Linked DNA regions of Pan troglodytes: region 2 is linked to region 1. A link is a contact called in public Hi-C data. All regions are on one chromosome and are shown on one strand. Each heading gives the region's core, a stretch centred on a gene start, on an enhancer-like site or on the middle of the called end of the contact. The rest is flanking DNA. Distances are from core to core; before and after follow the strand shown. Region 1 has its middle 400 kb from the start of NMUR2. Region 2 holds the start of GRIA1 (glutamate ionotropic receptor AMPA type subunit 1).

What was found. A called contact is a pair of places that touch in the nucleus more often than the background predicts.
Region 2: a Hi-C map of stem cell-derived neural progenitor cells shows a contact between it and region 1, with 2.2 times the contacts expected there. The contact joins the promoter of GRIA1 here to the enhancer-like site in region 1. A contact is called at or near these places in 1 of 7 Hi-C or Micro-C datasets (stem cell-derived neural progenitor cells) and 1 of 1 datasets of contacts at active chromatin or transcription factors (stem cell-derived excitatory neurons).

What each region holds. Positions count from the first base shown.
Region 1 is chr4:150,513,426-150,521,171 of NHGRI_mPanTro3-v2.0_pri, reverse strand. No RefSeq gene overlaps it. Among named protein-coding and RNA genes, the nearest start is that of NMUR2, 400 kb to the right of the region's middle. Within about 2 kb of position 3,486, at least 8 of the 24 cell types and tissues checked have an H3K27ac peak or open chromatin away from gene starts, as enhancers often do. A contact at or near this core is called in stem cell-derived neural progenitor cells, where this site is marked.
Region 2 is chr4:151,163,252-151,170,997 of NHGRI_mPanTro3-v2.0_pri, reverse strand. GRIA1 (glutamate ionotropic receptor AMPA type subunit 1) reads right to left here and starts at 3,366. Exons shown (of 17, transcript XM_063811598.1): 1 at 3,230-3,366.

The DNA.
Region 1 (7,746 bases), core at 2,237-4,736:
GTAAATAGTCATTCTGTGGATGGCAAGGACTCAAATGATGAGGTTACAGGATTGATGCCATACCTAATTTACTTTAGGGATGTGGTAGCAGGACACTCAGGATAAGGCTTGAAGGGGTAGGCTATGTTTTTTAATAACCAGTCTTTTCTTCCTTAAGCCCTCGAGAGTTGCTATTTGTCACTTTGCTTGAGTGATCAATCTAATTTGTATTTTAATTATTTACACACATTTCATATCTATCTACTAGACTGTGAGCTGATGGAGGGCAAAGTCTCTCCACAGGATCTGATTCAACTTTGTTTCCTTTGTATCCCCTGTATGGTGTCTTTACCATGTTATCAGTAAATATTATCTTTAACCCATGTTTAAGGATGGGGAATTATCTATGGACATGTATAAAAAGGAGACATGGCTAGTTATGTGCAATCAGTTTATAGTCAGGCCTGACAGGCTCACCTGCAGCTGGAGCTAATAAATCTATTAAGATTTTTAATACAGGAAACTTTGCAGGCTACAAAAGTCATCAGACACACTAAGCAAATCTTTAATCAACTCATCATCTAGTAGAAAGAGCATAGGGTTTGGAAATGGAAGACTTGAGTATTTGTCTCATTTCCATCATGTACTATGAAGAGTGCATTTGTGAGGAGTTAAGGAAATTTCTTCAACTTTTAAAATTTGCCCCCTTTGTGAATGGCAGCACTCACTCACCCTGTTTTCCCTTAGAGTTTTTGTGATGATACAAATGAGATTAGATACTTCTCAGCATCTGTCCTGTACAGAAATTCTCACAAATGGGCAAAGATACGTTGATAGGAAAGTTTACCTTAACACTATTTGTAGCAGTAAAAAGTTAGAGTCAGGCTAAGTGTTCATTAATTGAAAAACGGTTAAACACTAGTCCATCCTTAAGATTAAATACTATGCAACTGTTAACGATGCATATCTACATATTAATAAAATCCCCATGATTTTAATGAGTGGAAAGAATTGAAAATCTGTCATACCTATCGTTTCATTTTTAATGAAAAAAATAGAAATAAAGGGTATGTAGGCAGATGAATTGTTAGATTGAAAGCTGTAGGACACCATGAGATATGGTTGGCTTCGAAGAGGAGAAGTAATAAAATTGATAAGACGGAGAATAGTAAATATATATTGAATTCTTAATATGTGTCAGGCACTATTCTAAATGCTTTATATTCATTAACTAACTTGATTGGCATCACAACTTTGTTATGAGGGTACTATTTTTATTTCCACTTTACAGATGAAAAAACTGAGGGACAGAGGTGAAATAGTAAGTCTGAGGTCAGAACAGAAAATGATCTACAAGATGAAAACAGGACTTAAATCCATGTAGTCTGACCAGAAATTCTGCCCTCAGGCACTACATCATCCTGGGGGTGATACCGAAATGTACTTCAGGGATATTTTCTTTCAATGTCGTATGTTTCTCCATAGTCAGAATATCTTCACCAAACACGTATTACTTTACAACTCTAATACAATGCATTTGCAAAAGGAGATCATACACATACAAGCATTTTGTTTTATAGCCTGTCATTTGCTGTACTTATATTAAATGCTAAAGCACTGGGAGATGCTCTTTATATTTAAAAAAAATACAAAATTGTTTCATACATCAACATCTGTTTATTCAGTCTTTGCTAGGGTAAGGGAAGTTGAAAATAAGACAGTCACATCTCCAGCATTTACTTAAATTTTCTCCATAATGTGACTCGTGATTGCTTTGCAGATGGGGTCTGATTATCAAATTGTGCATCTTCCTAAACCCACTCATATCAATAGCAAGCACGTCAGACAATAACTAGTGAGTGGTGTCAGCGCCTCATCGTCAGAGATACTGCCGACAAGAAGCATTTGGGCCAAGAATAAGAATTACAAGTGTGTACATTTCTAGCTTTGCAATCAACATGGAAATTAGTCTGCTTATAGCTGCTGAGTGGTCTTATAGAGAGGGCTCCAGCTGCAGATGAAATGCCAAAGCGAGGATGATAAACAGAGCAGAGGCATTCATCGTTCCTTTTCAGCTGTTTGCAGCCTGAGAGCCTTGGCAGTGGGGTGGGGTTGGCAGGAGTTATCGAATTATTTCCAGAGCTGGAGGGGATCTTCAAGGCCTTATTTTCCTACCGTGAGGAACCTGAGGTTCAGAAAGGGACAGAGGGGAGGTTATAAAGCAAGGTAAAGGAGGAGTGAGGTGTCATGTGAGCCCAGCATAGGGCTGCAGCCCTTGGCATTTTTTGTGTCATTGAATTCACAGATTTATTCATTCATTCATGCAAAAAATGTATTTATTTGGGCATTTACTTATTCAAATAACTAGTGAACATTGAATAGTCTAATCTTCTCACTGCAGCCAGAGTAATCTTTTTAAAATGGAAACTTGATCATATTCCTTTTCTCCCTAAAAGACTCCAGTAGCCTCATATTGCTCTCAGAATAAAATTCCAATGTGTTACCAAGACCCATGAGGCCAAGTGAGATTTGGCGCCTGACTGCTTCTTTCAGTTCACCTTGTATCACTTTCATCTCCCATCATCTCTATCACTACCTTCTAGCCACACATCTGGCTTTCTGTCCTGAGGTCAAGCTCATCCCTACCATGCCTTAGGCATTTGCGTCACAGTTCCCTTTGCCCAGAATGCTCTTTCAGGGCTCTCTCATGGCTGGCTTACTTTCACAGCTCAGCCTTTTTACAAAAGTCACCTTGTCAGAGAGACCTGCTTTTACCAGGCTGTCAAATTACACCCATCCTAGGTTGTTCTTCTACCACCTGTATTTTCCTGCTAGGACTTGCTCCAGTCTATATGTATACTACTTGCCATTTGTTGGTTGCTGTCTTATCCATGGGTATGTTCCCTTTGTGCCTGACTCAGCGATGCTCAGCAAATGTTTGTAGAGTGAGTGAGTGATCCTGCTAGGTGAGATGGTCTATCCTAGGCATTGGTGTTACAATGGTGAATGTAACAGATGCCTGGCCCTGTGGCATTTATAGTCTAGGAAGAGTAATACAGAAAAATGTATACATCAAAACATCATTTGTTTATTCATATTTCAACCTTACTTGACCCAGAGCTCCTTTTTAATAACAAATATTTCATAATGTTTTTCATATCCTGATATGAAGCTTATAATATAACCAACTTTGATGCATACTTTGATCAAATCAACATTTTCATCAATGTTAGAAACAAGAGCTCAGAGTTAACAAGGAAAACGAGCACTCAAACAAAGGATTTCTCAGTCAGGCAAATTTACTTCTTCAGAAGGGTGCCACTTGCAGTTTTGGCTGCTGTGAGAGCACACCAAACAAAGGAGAGAAGGCGTTTTTATTCGTAATGCAGTCCCTATCCCTGTGTCCTTCCCCTATTAGCTAAGGTTGGACTGCACAATCTAGGCCGACCCTGGTTGGCTGACTCAAACTTTTCCAATTAAGGTAAATGTTCCATCTGCAAGGGAGGGAGGGGGAAGGAGTGGTCCCTCTGCTACAGCACAAGGCATGTTCGGACATGTCTGGGCAAGTCAGGGTGCACAACGAGAGTGGGAGGGCTGCTAGCAGGCTAGAAACAAGAAAGTACAAGGAGGTGAGGCCTCTGAACCAAGGACAAGGACATTACTCAATTAAACCCTTTGAAGAGGAATTCACCATCTCTGGTAATCAATAAAATCATACTTTTATAAAATCCAAATATAAAAAGTAATACAAAAAGATTCATTTATAATACAATTATATTATTTGTTACCTTGATACAGTATTCTACAACACATGTACTTTTTCTTTATCTTTTTTTTTTTTTTTTTTTTTTTTTGAGAGAGATGGGCTCTCACTTTATTGACCAGACTGATCTCAAACTCCTGGGCTCAAGCAATCCTCCTGCCTTGGCCTCCCAAAGTACTGAGATTACAGGCATGAGCCACCCTGCCCAGCCACATCTACTTACAATGAACAACATGTTTAGATTTGAGAGAAATATGACAATAAGACAATATATATCTGAATATAATCAATACTTTTTATTATAATTGCTGTTTCAAAATTGAGGCTTAACATACACATTTAAATTCATAATGACTGTCAAAGCTACAAGTACCTACTGATATTGGTGTATCATTAGCAAGACAAACAGAACGTCAATACTGATGACTGAATGCTTTATTGAAATAGTGAATAAGTCTTGATAAATTTATGAAAAAAATATGATCTTCCCTTGATTTACCTTACAGTTACATTCCTAGAAAATTTCGCATAAAACCATGCAAAAACGCCATTTGTTTATGTGTAAAATTTACTTAGGTTCTAGGCTCAGATTATCATAAACTGTATTTTCCACCTCCCGAGGGCCTGGCAAGGTATTCAGAAAGTTCGGGGGATATAGGACAATTTTTCTTAGTATAGGTCTGATGAATTGCAAGATTTCTAACATCTCTGATCTCACTCAGTAAAAGCTTGTAGCATCAAACAGTTGTAATAACAAAAAGTTCCCCCTTGGGATGAAGCTATCCTTGTTGAGAATCACTGACTAAATTAAACAAATTTATATACTGATGGCCTGCCAGGTTCTAATCCTGTTTTTAAAAGAAAATGAAGGCCTTATTTCTGAAAGGATGAGTTAACAATGTTGACAGTGATGCCAGAGCATTTGGGAAACACTCAGGAGTGTAGATGGGTTGCAGAATGAACCTTAGTGTGACCCTTTGACAAACTTCCCATCCTGGCCTCCTTCCACTGTTCAGCAGAACCTGTGTGGGGTATACATGGCAGATTCAGAACTCAGCTCCTTGGGATTAGTCCATTTGAAGAAGTGTCCTTCTCTACTGGAAAGTCTTCTGAAAATTAAAATGCAAGGTACTTATACTAACAGGCCGGGCGCGGTGGCTCATGCCTTTAATCCCAGTACTTTCGGAGGCCGAGGCGGGCGGATCACGGGGTGGCAGATCACGAGGTCAGGAGATAGAGACCATCCTGGCTAACACGGTGAAACCCCATCTCTACTAAAAATACAAAAAATTAGCCGGGCGCGGAGGCAGGCGCCTGTAGTCCCAGCTGCGTGGGAGGCTGAGGCGGGAGAATGGCATGAACCCGGGAAGCGGAGCTTGCAGTGAGCCGAGATAGCGCCACTGCACTCCGGCCTGGGCGAAAGAGCGAGACTCCGTCTCAAAAAAAAAAAAAAAAAAAAAAAAAAGCATACTAACATCACACAAACATTAGAAATACATAGTAGACTAAGAGACACATACATAAGTGTATCTGAAAATGAAATATTTTTGTTAAGCTTCATAAAATATTTCCCAAGCTTGAATAGATATGCAGGAGGGAGAAAAGGAAGTTGCAGAAAATTTAAATCCACAAAATCATTCAGCCTACAATTTCGAATCTATTTCAATTAACGAACAAATATTTATTAAATTCTATGTGTGTTTCTCTATACTACTCATTCTTTTTATTTTAATCTTTTTTTTCCTTTCCTAAATCATAAACTCTTCTGTGAAGAAACCAAACTTCTTCTGTAGCTTATATTGTACCTAGCATGACTCTTGACACAGAGTAGAGATACATTATTTGCTTAGCCCAGTAGTTCTCAGAATACATCAGAATCACTGGAAGACAGAGTTTGATTCAGTAAATATAGTGGGGCCTGGAAATTTGCATTTCTGAGAAGTTCCCAGGTTATGCTGCTGATGATGATTCAGGGGCTACGTTTTGAGAATCAATGACTTAAAGCATAACATTGTGGTAAAGAACTCAGGCTCTAAAACAAAATGGGCATAGGGTTGAATTCCAGCTGCACTGCATATTAACTATGTCCCCTTGGGCCATTTACCTAATTTCAAAGCCTCAGTAACTCCTCATTTAATTAATGGGAATGATAATATTTATTTCATCAGTTTTGTGAGCACTATGTAAGTAACACACATTACGTACTCAGCAGACATCAGTTATTTTTATGGAGCTTTCTCTACCAAGAAAGGGCTTTGGGTTACTTGGAGAAGGTATTATTGCACGGTGTATATGATGAATAAGTATTATAATGGAGGAATTCTAGGAAACACTTCAACTTTGGGTTTAATGATTTTCCCAAGGGTCTACCTGAATTAGGGAGGTCATTAAGAGGATTGTAATGTGTGGTGGGTTGTGGGGCGGAAAGTCAAGTACCCATTTAGTTGGTAATTAAAATATTGCTGAAGGACTGGCTGTATTTATATGAAAACAGCTCAATTTGCCTACAGCATAAAGTTGCTGTCTGGGAAGAAATGTAATATTCAAACAGCCTGTAATCAAAAGAGCTACTCCACACCTGGGAAAAGCATCTTGGTAATTTTGTGAGTAGGACAAGAGCGGAAATCAACAAATGCTTTTCTTTACGGCAACAACAATAATAGTAATTTTAAGCAGCTACTTGTTTTTTTCATTTTTTCTTCATTGTGATGATTCCTTTGTTTGTCACTGAGCATAGGAAGTTGCAAGGTTTAAGAATATAGCTTGTGTCCTCATGAGATAAAGGAATCAGGCCCTTTCAGAGAATGGCTTGTATGCTCTGAATATGATACTCATAGTAAATTACCAGTTAGCCCTGGAATGAGCCATCTGGATTACAGTCTCATGTGGCTGGGGAAGAATTTAGGGTGGTCCAGTCTCCCCTGCCCTCTTCCGCTGTTTGAATGCCTTCTAATGATTTCCTGCCAAGCTGTCCAATGTATTCTTCAATGCTGTTAGTGTCATGTGACTCATCTCCAAAAGAAGTTTAATCTGACCTTGACTAGATTTTACTGTAAGAAATTTCTTTCTATTGAGCTGAAAACTGAATGATCTTTTCAGATATGTAAAAGCAGCTACTGGGGCCTACCTGAGTCTTTTCTTCTCTTGACAAATGTTTTCATGACATTGAAGACAATTACTTTAGCAGTTTAGATATAGGGTAACTTTGGGTTTTAGTCCTAGAATATATCATTTACATTTTTTTTTTTTAGTTGACATCCAGAGAAGTTAAGAGCTCAGGCAAACATCACCTAGATGTGACTAATATTTACCTCCCTCTTATTGTCTTCATTTTTTCTCTGTCCTTTCCATTTAGGTTTCCTGTAGGCTCTGGAATGAAGGCTGTAGCATTCTTGGAGGCATCCGTGTTGGATAGACTTATTCACCTATTCATTTATCAAAGAAATATTTATTCCTGAACATATTCTGTGTACATAGATTATGTTAAGGGCTCTGGGTCTATAAAGATAATAACAAAACCCAGGAGGCAATTAGCTTTTATTTGTATATTAACTTGACATCACTAAAAGTGTCTCTCTTGAGCTTCTTCATTGTTCAGTGGGAATAACTGATTATTAACAGCTGTCATGAGTATTGTAGAAAAGGGCTTCCATCCTCATTTTGGTGTTCAGTGTATGTGTGTGTGGACCCTATTCTAGGCCCTTGAGGAGTCCATAAATATGTTATAGGTAGTTAGATAGGTATGAGCGGGGCAGGAGAGGGCTCTCCCCCAACCCACTGGGAATATCAGGTGATGGTTCAATAACTATCACACTATATCTCTAAAGCCAGGGAGAGGACATTTCCTGATTATCCATAGCTATTAACGTTAAAGTGTGAATTGAATATGGATGCCAGGGAGAAAAACTTCCTGGGTATGTGCATTAACAGACAAGATGATGAAGCACAACCTTCCTAGTACACTCCACAGGAAAAAGGAAGAAAGCCTCAGATGGGCATGTGTA
Region 2 (7,746 bases), core at 2,117-4,616, 650 kb before region 1:
CAATTACATTTCTCTGAATTAAAATCAGCCATTTCTAGAGACTGAACTATAATGATGTTTACATAGAAGTTTATCTCAAATCTGACAGTAATCACAGTCCAAACATAATGCACTTCTAACTTCTTGTAGAGTGGGTATGTGTCTGTTTTTAAGAACCAATAAATGGATTGCAAGCCTTTGTTACAGATCACACAAATAGAATCAAGTACTACCTGATGGCAGTGATATTTTCAGCATTTTGTTCTACAATTTAATGCTTCAATCTCTTTTTTTTTTTTTTTTTTTTTAAAACAGTAGCAATGGCTTTATCAGTTGAACAACAAAGTTAGGGCTAAATATAATGTTAAAAATATGCAGAGATACATGAGAAAACATAGCACATACACAAAACATCCTCATGCCATTTACTATATACACAAATATACTAGACAAACACTTCCAATCCACAAAGGATAGGTAGTATTTAAGCACAAATGTAAACAATGCCACATGTAAGAGCCAGTGATTTCCACATGTACAAGTGCTCCCATTTTAAAGAATGAAAACAAAAAAAAAAATTCTTGATTATGATGCTCCCCCTTCCCCCCAGATGACCACACCCCAAACACTTCCCTGTCCCCTTTCTCCTCCTCTGCAATGAATGAAAGAGAAAGGGTGGGAGGTTGAGGAGTAGAAGGCTACGGGCTGGGCTACAAGGGAAGTGTCTCCCCTGAAGGCAGGAAGTTTTGCGTGTTAGGCACTAACACACAGATACGTACACACTTCAGGATGTAGCTTAACAGGTGTCAGGAAACAAAGCAAGTTACTCCATGGCCACTCCAAGCCGCCAGCTAGCTGGAGAGGCCGAAAGAGATGGGTACTGCAGCACATGTATGCCCGACAAAATATCAATTGCACCACATCCCCCCTCAAACACACACTCACAAAAGAGCACAAACTCCCAGCAATGCGAACTTTCCCTAGTGGAGCTATCTCCTTACCAGGGGAGAGAGACTAGAAACCAAACCAACGAAGATGCTTCCAAACACAGCAGCTTGCTTCATTCTGGGACACAAACGACACTGATATGCTGGTCACACGGAAGCCCCAAGCCCTTGTGGACATGCTTTGTGATTGGTGTTATTGCTTCTGTTTGTTTTGCTTTCCCTCATGATTATCAGGAGTAGCAATATCTGTCAGTCCCCTCAGAAATACAGGGAGGGTGGCGGGGCCTTTGAGAAGTGCAACAACTAAGGGGAAATGGGGAACAAAAAAAGCATGCAGCATGTTGAAACCTGCCTCCAAGTTGAGAGGATGGAGCCCAGTAACAAGGATAACGGAGAGCCAACAGGAGGAGAAAGGAGCATGTGTACGTGTATGTGTTTGTGTGTGTAAAAGGTAGACCTCTGTGGATAGGAAATCTAAGAGGAGGGGGCAAGGAAGGAACGGAGAAAAGGCAGGCTAGGAAGTTCCAGGATCGGGGGAGTGGAGACCACCAGCGCAGCATGGCAGACAGCAAAGAGAAGGCAGCTGGAGGAGTCCAGAACAGGAGAGGGAGCCTACCCGCCTTGGAGTGGGGGCCTTCTGGCATTATTTCTGTGGCTGCAATATACCCAGCACCCCTCACTCCTTCTTCTAGAGGGTCTCTTTTCTGTCCCCCAGCAGAGAAAGCACCGCCTCCTTCAATTACATATATATGTGCATATGTAATATATAATCACACACGTGAAAACACACACACCGTACATACTTACATTAAAAATGGAATCAAGCACCATCTACCAAGCAATAGAGTTAACTCCTTAAACACCCACCACCCTTTCCAGCCTGATTTTTTTTTCCTCCAAAGCGATGGTTCCTCCATTTCACATGCTCTTGCCTGGAGTGCGAGTGGTGTATGTGTGTGTGTGCGAACACTTCCCCTCTGCCCCTCATCCGATCAGGAGAAGCCCCCTCCTCTGGCTGTAAGCCCAAGTCTCCCTTCTGTTACCGCAGCACAGCTTTAGGGAGCCAAGCAAAACAGTCAGTACCGGGGAGGGGGTACACAACCCCTATCCCCAAAAAAATCCCTGGCCAGACCCAGAAAGTCCCTCCCCAGGCTGCCCCCTCACTCACCGATCTGGATATTGTTGGGGAAATTGGCACCTACTACCGCGCCTAGGAAACCGGTGCAGAAGAAGGCAAAAATGTGCTGCATATTCCTTTTTGCATTGGCGAAAAAGAAGCCCAGGTCCAATCATAGATTTGGTGTTTCCCCCCCTTTCCCTTTATTCTTCTCGCTGTTCTGCCTGTTCTTTCCCTCCTGCAGTTCCTTCCTTGCTTGCTTGCTTCCTTCCTTCCGTGAGGTTTGTCTGTTTCCCTTGGAATCCGAGCACTTAAACTGCAGCGTTAACACCAACTGACAGCCAGATTAACTGAGCACGGGAAAAGAAGCCCGTCCTCATGCTAGCTGGAGCGCTGGCTCCCCCACTCCCTCTCCTCTCCCCTCGCAGCCTGCCTCTCTCTCCCTCCCTTGCTCTCTCTCGCTCTCCCCCTCACACTCACACAGGCAGCAAGCTCTATGCTAATACCCACCGAGCTAGCTTGGAGTTCCACAGCCGACCTCCCTACCTGTTCCCCCTTCCTCCCGTCCTCACCTTATCCTCCTTTCTGTGTGTGCAGAAAGGTGGGGGGGGGGGGGGGTGTGTGACACGTGGCACTTGGTCCTGAAAGGGGCAACCCCACAGTCCTCTTTACCCTCCCCCGCCTTTCTGAGCTCGGTCTGCCCGCTCCCCCAGCCCCCAGGCTGAAGCTGCTGGGAATGTGGGTTCAGCTGTAAGTCAGTAGGTGGCAGGGGGTCCCTACAATAGTCCTCAATCCACCAGCTGCTTGATCTAGGTCACTTTTTCTAGGAGTGCATGGGCTGCGCTGGATATATCTCCTGCACTCCACTGGCCCAATTATTCCTACAACTAATTCCTGAGGGAAAGACCCTAGAAATCCCTCCTAGGAAATTTAAAGGAAAAAAAAAAAAGCTTTCTCTCTCCTAATGGAAGAAATGACAGATAGACAAACAAGGGAGGATCTGGAGTGACTGGCAGGTATTTTGACCAGGTATTTGACAGTCCCTGTCTACCTTTACAAGTGAAACGGTGGTCTCTTTTCAATCCTAGGCATTTAAAATGGGCCCCCTTCTCTCTTTCCCTGCATTCCACAGGAGTCTATAGCATCAGGATCATGTGGGTGTACAATAAAGACTAAGGATACTTACACAGAGCAATTACATGAGTCATTTTGCAGGGATTCTAGTGAGAGGATTCAAGCTTCTTTCAGGTCTTTCTGGATGCTGGTCATGTCTGGTGTAAGCTGGAACTTCATAGACTCTCCTGGACCAGGGCTTCTGCTGAAATAACCTGTAGAGAGATCAGCTGTGTTCAGGAGAGTAGTGTTAAATGCAAAGCAGCAGCCACTAGCAGCCACAGAATACAGTTTTTGAAGGAACTTTACAGATTTTTATCCATCTATCTTCACTCCAACCCTGTAAAGTGGCCATGAGCCCTGTTTTACAGATGAAAAAGATAAGACTTCTGGGATTAAGTCATAAAGACACAGACCGACTAAGATGTACAGTACAACCTACAAACTTGAGTGCTTTGGCCGTTACCAGTTGACTTACTGCCCTGGCCAGGACTCCTGTCCAACAGGAGATGATCCAGGAAAAGGAAAGTCAACTTTGTCTTTAGTAAGAAAGAAATAATAGACTTTGGACTCCATTTTGCTTTGCCATATGAATAGGCCATTTTATCCACAGACTATTCACTGCCCTCACCAGGACTGTATATCATGTGGACTTGAGTGACAGCTACAAGGACTGGGATTTGTAAAAAATATCTGACCATGTACAATGAAGCCCCAAAATAGGAACAACTTGGAGGCCAAATGCTTTGTGATTTCCTATGCACTTTCACATATATTAATTAATTAGCTAAAATAATTTTTAAGGCTAATGTTTATTCACTGTTTTGAATGTGCCAGGTACCATGCTAAGAAATGCACCTGCATCATTTATTTGTACAATACCTGTGTAGGTAGCCTCATGCCCATTTTATAGATGAAGAAACAGAAGTCTAAAAACTCACCCCAAGTTTTCACTGCTAATGAAAGAGATTGGGCATTTAAACACAGTAAATGCCACCATCAGGCCCCAGCTCTTAACTCTTAGGCTCTAATAGCAGCAAGCACTGGGTAGGAACCTTCTAAAGGAAGAATAAGCATCAGCATAGGAAGATGAGAGAACAGAATCAGGAAAGATCACTTCTAAGGTCTCTGCCAACATTAAGAGTCTCTGATTTAATGATTCCGTCTTTTAATTTCTCCATTTTCAGTTTTTGTATCTTACTACTTTGAATAGTACCTGGGGATCTTTTAGGTTCCCTAAGCTTTGTGCCTGGTAATAATAATAATTAGGCTGTCATTAAAGGCTTCACATCTTGCAATCACCTTTTAGAGGAAGCTCTTTAGACCCTTTACAAGCAAAACCTCAATGTCCCCCTGCATTAGGTAAGAATTGTTTTGCATACTTTGTAGGGAGGGGACTTTTAAGAGAGTCAAAAAGATGAATTTTCCATGGTCATTATAAATCATATAGTCAAGCAGATCTTCCTAAAACAGAGGTCTACATCATTGCCCTGCTCAAGTATGGTCAATAGCTCCCCTTGGTCTATTAAATACATAGTTGTTCACTGATTAAATATAGAACTTACATATTTCAAGTGTAGGCATCTAGGTCAAACTACATTAGGTTCAACTGTTTATTCCATGTTTCTTTATAATTCTCTTCATTTCAAATGTTGGTGGGGAACCTATTCTGTATCTCACAGGGTGCCAGGTGCTGGGCGATATGAAGAGGAATCAGACACAGTCTCTGCCTCAAGGCAGGTGAATGTGGCAGAAGAAGAAGACAGACGAACCCGGACAACTGTCACCCAGAAAGACCATGACAAGTGCTCTAAAAGATGTAAACACAGCAGCGGGGGAGCAAAGAAGGATGCAATCAGTGTGTCTGTCTGTGGGGATCCAGCGAGGCTTCAAAAGAACTGAGCTGTGAAGGATGAGGAGATTATAGGCAGTAACTGAGGACTGGGAAGGACATGCAAACCAAGTAAAGAGCCCCAGCAAGGGCTGGAGGCAGGAAAGAATGCCACGTGCTCTGTAAGCCTGGAGCCGGCAGTGCATAACTGGGAAGAGTGTACTGGGGAACATGGAACTTAGAGGAAGTCAGCGTCAGGATTTGGAACCCACTGAATTCCTGGTGGACCATGGTGAGCCATGGGGGCATTTTTAGTATACTAGTTACAATAGCAGGCATGTGCATGAGAAAGAAAAGATTGACCACTAGTAGAAGGTGATTTTCTCATTTCCTCATCCTCAAAGGTTAGAACTACCTACCAAACAGCTTCATTTCCCTAAATAACTTATTTGACGTCATCCTTTATTAGCTCATCATGCTGTCTCTCCTTAGAGTCCCCAGTCCTATTTGCCATTCCCAAAGTGGCAAAGTCTTCAAAGTGGCTAGATGATTAGCTTAAGACAGTGGTTCTCAACTGACAGCAATTTTCTCCCCCAGGGGATATTTGGCAAAAATGTCCAGAGATGTTTTTGGTTCTCACAATTATGGAATTGTACCCCTGGAATCTCATGGGTGAAGGCCAGGGATGCCACTAAACATCCTACAATTCACAGAGCATCCACCCCACAAAAAAGAATTATCTGGTTCCAAATATAAATATCATTGAGGTCAAAAAACCTTCCTTAAGGGGACTAGTGATTGGCATGCCAGGGACTAGGCACCAGGACCCTGCAGCGTCCCTCCCATTATATTACACTGAAGAAAAATTAAGTTGATCATCTTTTAAGACTTTTCACATTTTAAAGTGGGATATCTGAAGATGGGTGCTCATTAAAGTCCAGCAGTTAAGTATCTAATGGAGGAACACCAGGTGGCTGACATCCCATTGGAAAAGCCTCCAAATGCTGCTCAAATTGTGCTCTAGAGACAGCATGGCACCTACTCCTCAAATTAATTATGACCCATCCCAGCTCATATTTTTGGCATACTTTAAGTCCTCTTACCATGTAGCCAAAACAGTCTAAGATTTACTTATTTTGGCTTTGTTTTGACACTGCAAATCAAGGAGAATGGTGTTGGACAGGGATTACAAATGCAAATGCTTCCTTGAGCCAGGCAGGGAAATGAATGAAGTGAGCCAAGTTGGGGAGAACGGGGAAGACAAACAGAACTAGAGAGACTGTGCCCTGTTAAAGGTGGCCACAGGGACTCAATAGGCAGCAGATTATTACCATGAGGAATTGCAGGCCTAGAGTGGCTAGATCCTCGGATTCTTTTTTCAAGGAAAAGTAGAAATATGGAATATATATATATATATACACACATATATGGGATATGGAATATAGTGACATCCCTGAAATATGGAATATATATATATATTAGGTGTACCTTATTGCAAGCTTAGGGAAAAAAGGGGTAGGGTAAGAGTAGTTCCTCTGAGCTTGACCTGACTGACAGGCCACGGAGTGCCAGTGGAATCCTGGAGACAAGAGTCCAACCACTTCTCATGCCCAGTATCAATTTAGGGGCTAAGTCCATTTCCTCTACAAGACTGTTTCCTCATCTGTTAAATGACAAGATTAGATGTGGTGATGGCTACAGACCCTTCTGGTTCTGACACTCTGTAACTCCATTTGACAGCAGGGGCTGGGGTAAGGGAGAGAAAGGACAGATGTCAGGTCTGGGGAGGCCCATTCTCTCCTCTACCTCCTATTACCTGTGATAGTGGTATTGGCAAGTTCCTTCCCTTCTTGGACTAGTTTCTCCATCTGCAAAATATGGGTGTTTCACCAAGGTTTCTTCTGGCTTTAACATTTTAGGTTTCTAGTGTAAAGCAATTCAAGGGGGTGGGGGGACCATCACATTTATGATCTAAGAACAGATTGCTGACAGCTAACCAACTGGCAAAAATGCAGTCAGAGAGAGGGTGCCTCTGTGGCTTTAGAAAGGCCTTATTTTTAAAGATGTTTTAAAAATAATAATGATAATATTTTTTCATGTTTTCTAGCACAGTTCATACAGAAGGCTCCCAAAATAATCCACGGACTGTGTGTGTGGCGAGAACACACCCCAAAGAATGTAATTACCCACCCTGGAGTTCTGCCAGGTTTAACAGCATTTTCTATCTGCTTTTTTTTTTCTTCTTCTTTCAGTCTTCCCTCCCCTTCTCACACAAATGACAGCATTTTCATAAGCTCTCAGCATTACTAGGTAATTAGGGAGCCATGCAAGTTCTGGAAAACACCCTGGGGCAGGATCAGTGCCTGAAAAAAAAAAAAGTCTATTCCACGATTCCATGGGGAAGCTTCTACGCAGCACCATTGTTACTGGTAGAAATTGGAGGCACTGACTATTCCTCTAAATCAGCAATGCCTTCAGAGAGGCCAACTGGGCCACACTCACATGGGCGGGCGGCCACCATGCAGCATTGGCACCAGCTCTCCTGAGAGGCCCTGCAGCTCATCTGGCCCTGGTCTAGGAGACAAGAGAGCCAGACCTTCACCGCCATCCTCCCCACATGGGTGGTTCTGGATGAGCTGTTTAACCCCTTTGTCTCAATGTCTTCGTCTGGGAAGTGGGGATAATGAGAGGTTATACTTTGTGGGGCTAGAGAGGGCATTAATGACATGCTCCATGTGAAGGGACTGGTGAATCTCCAA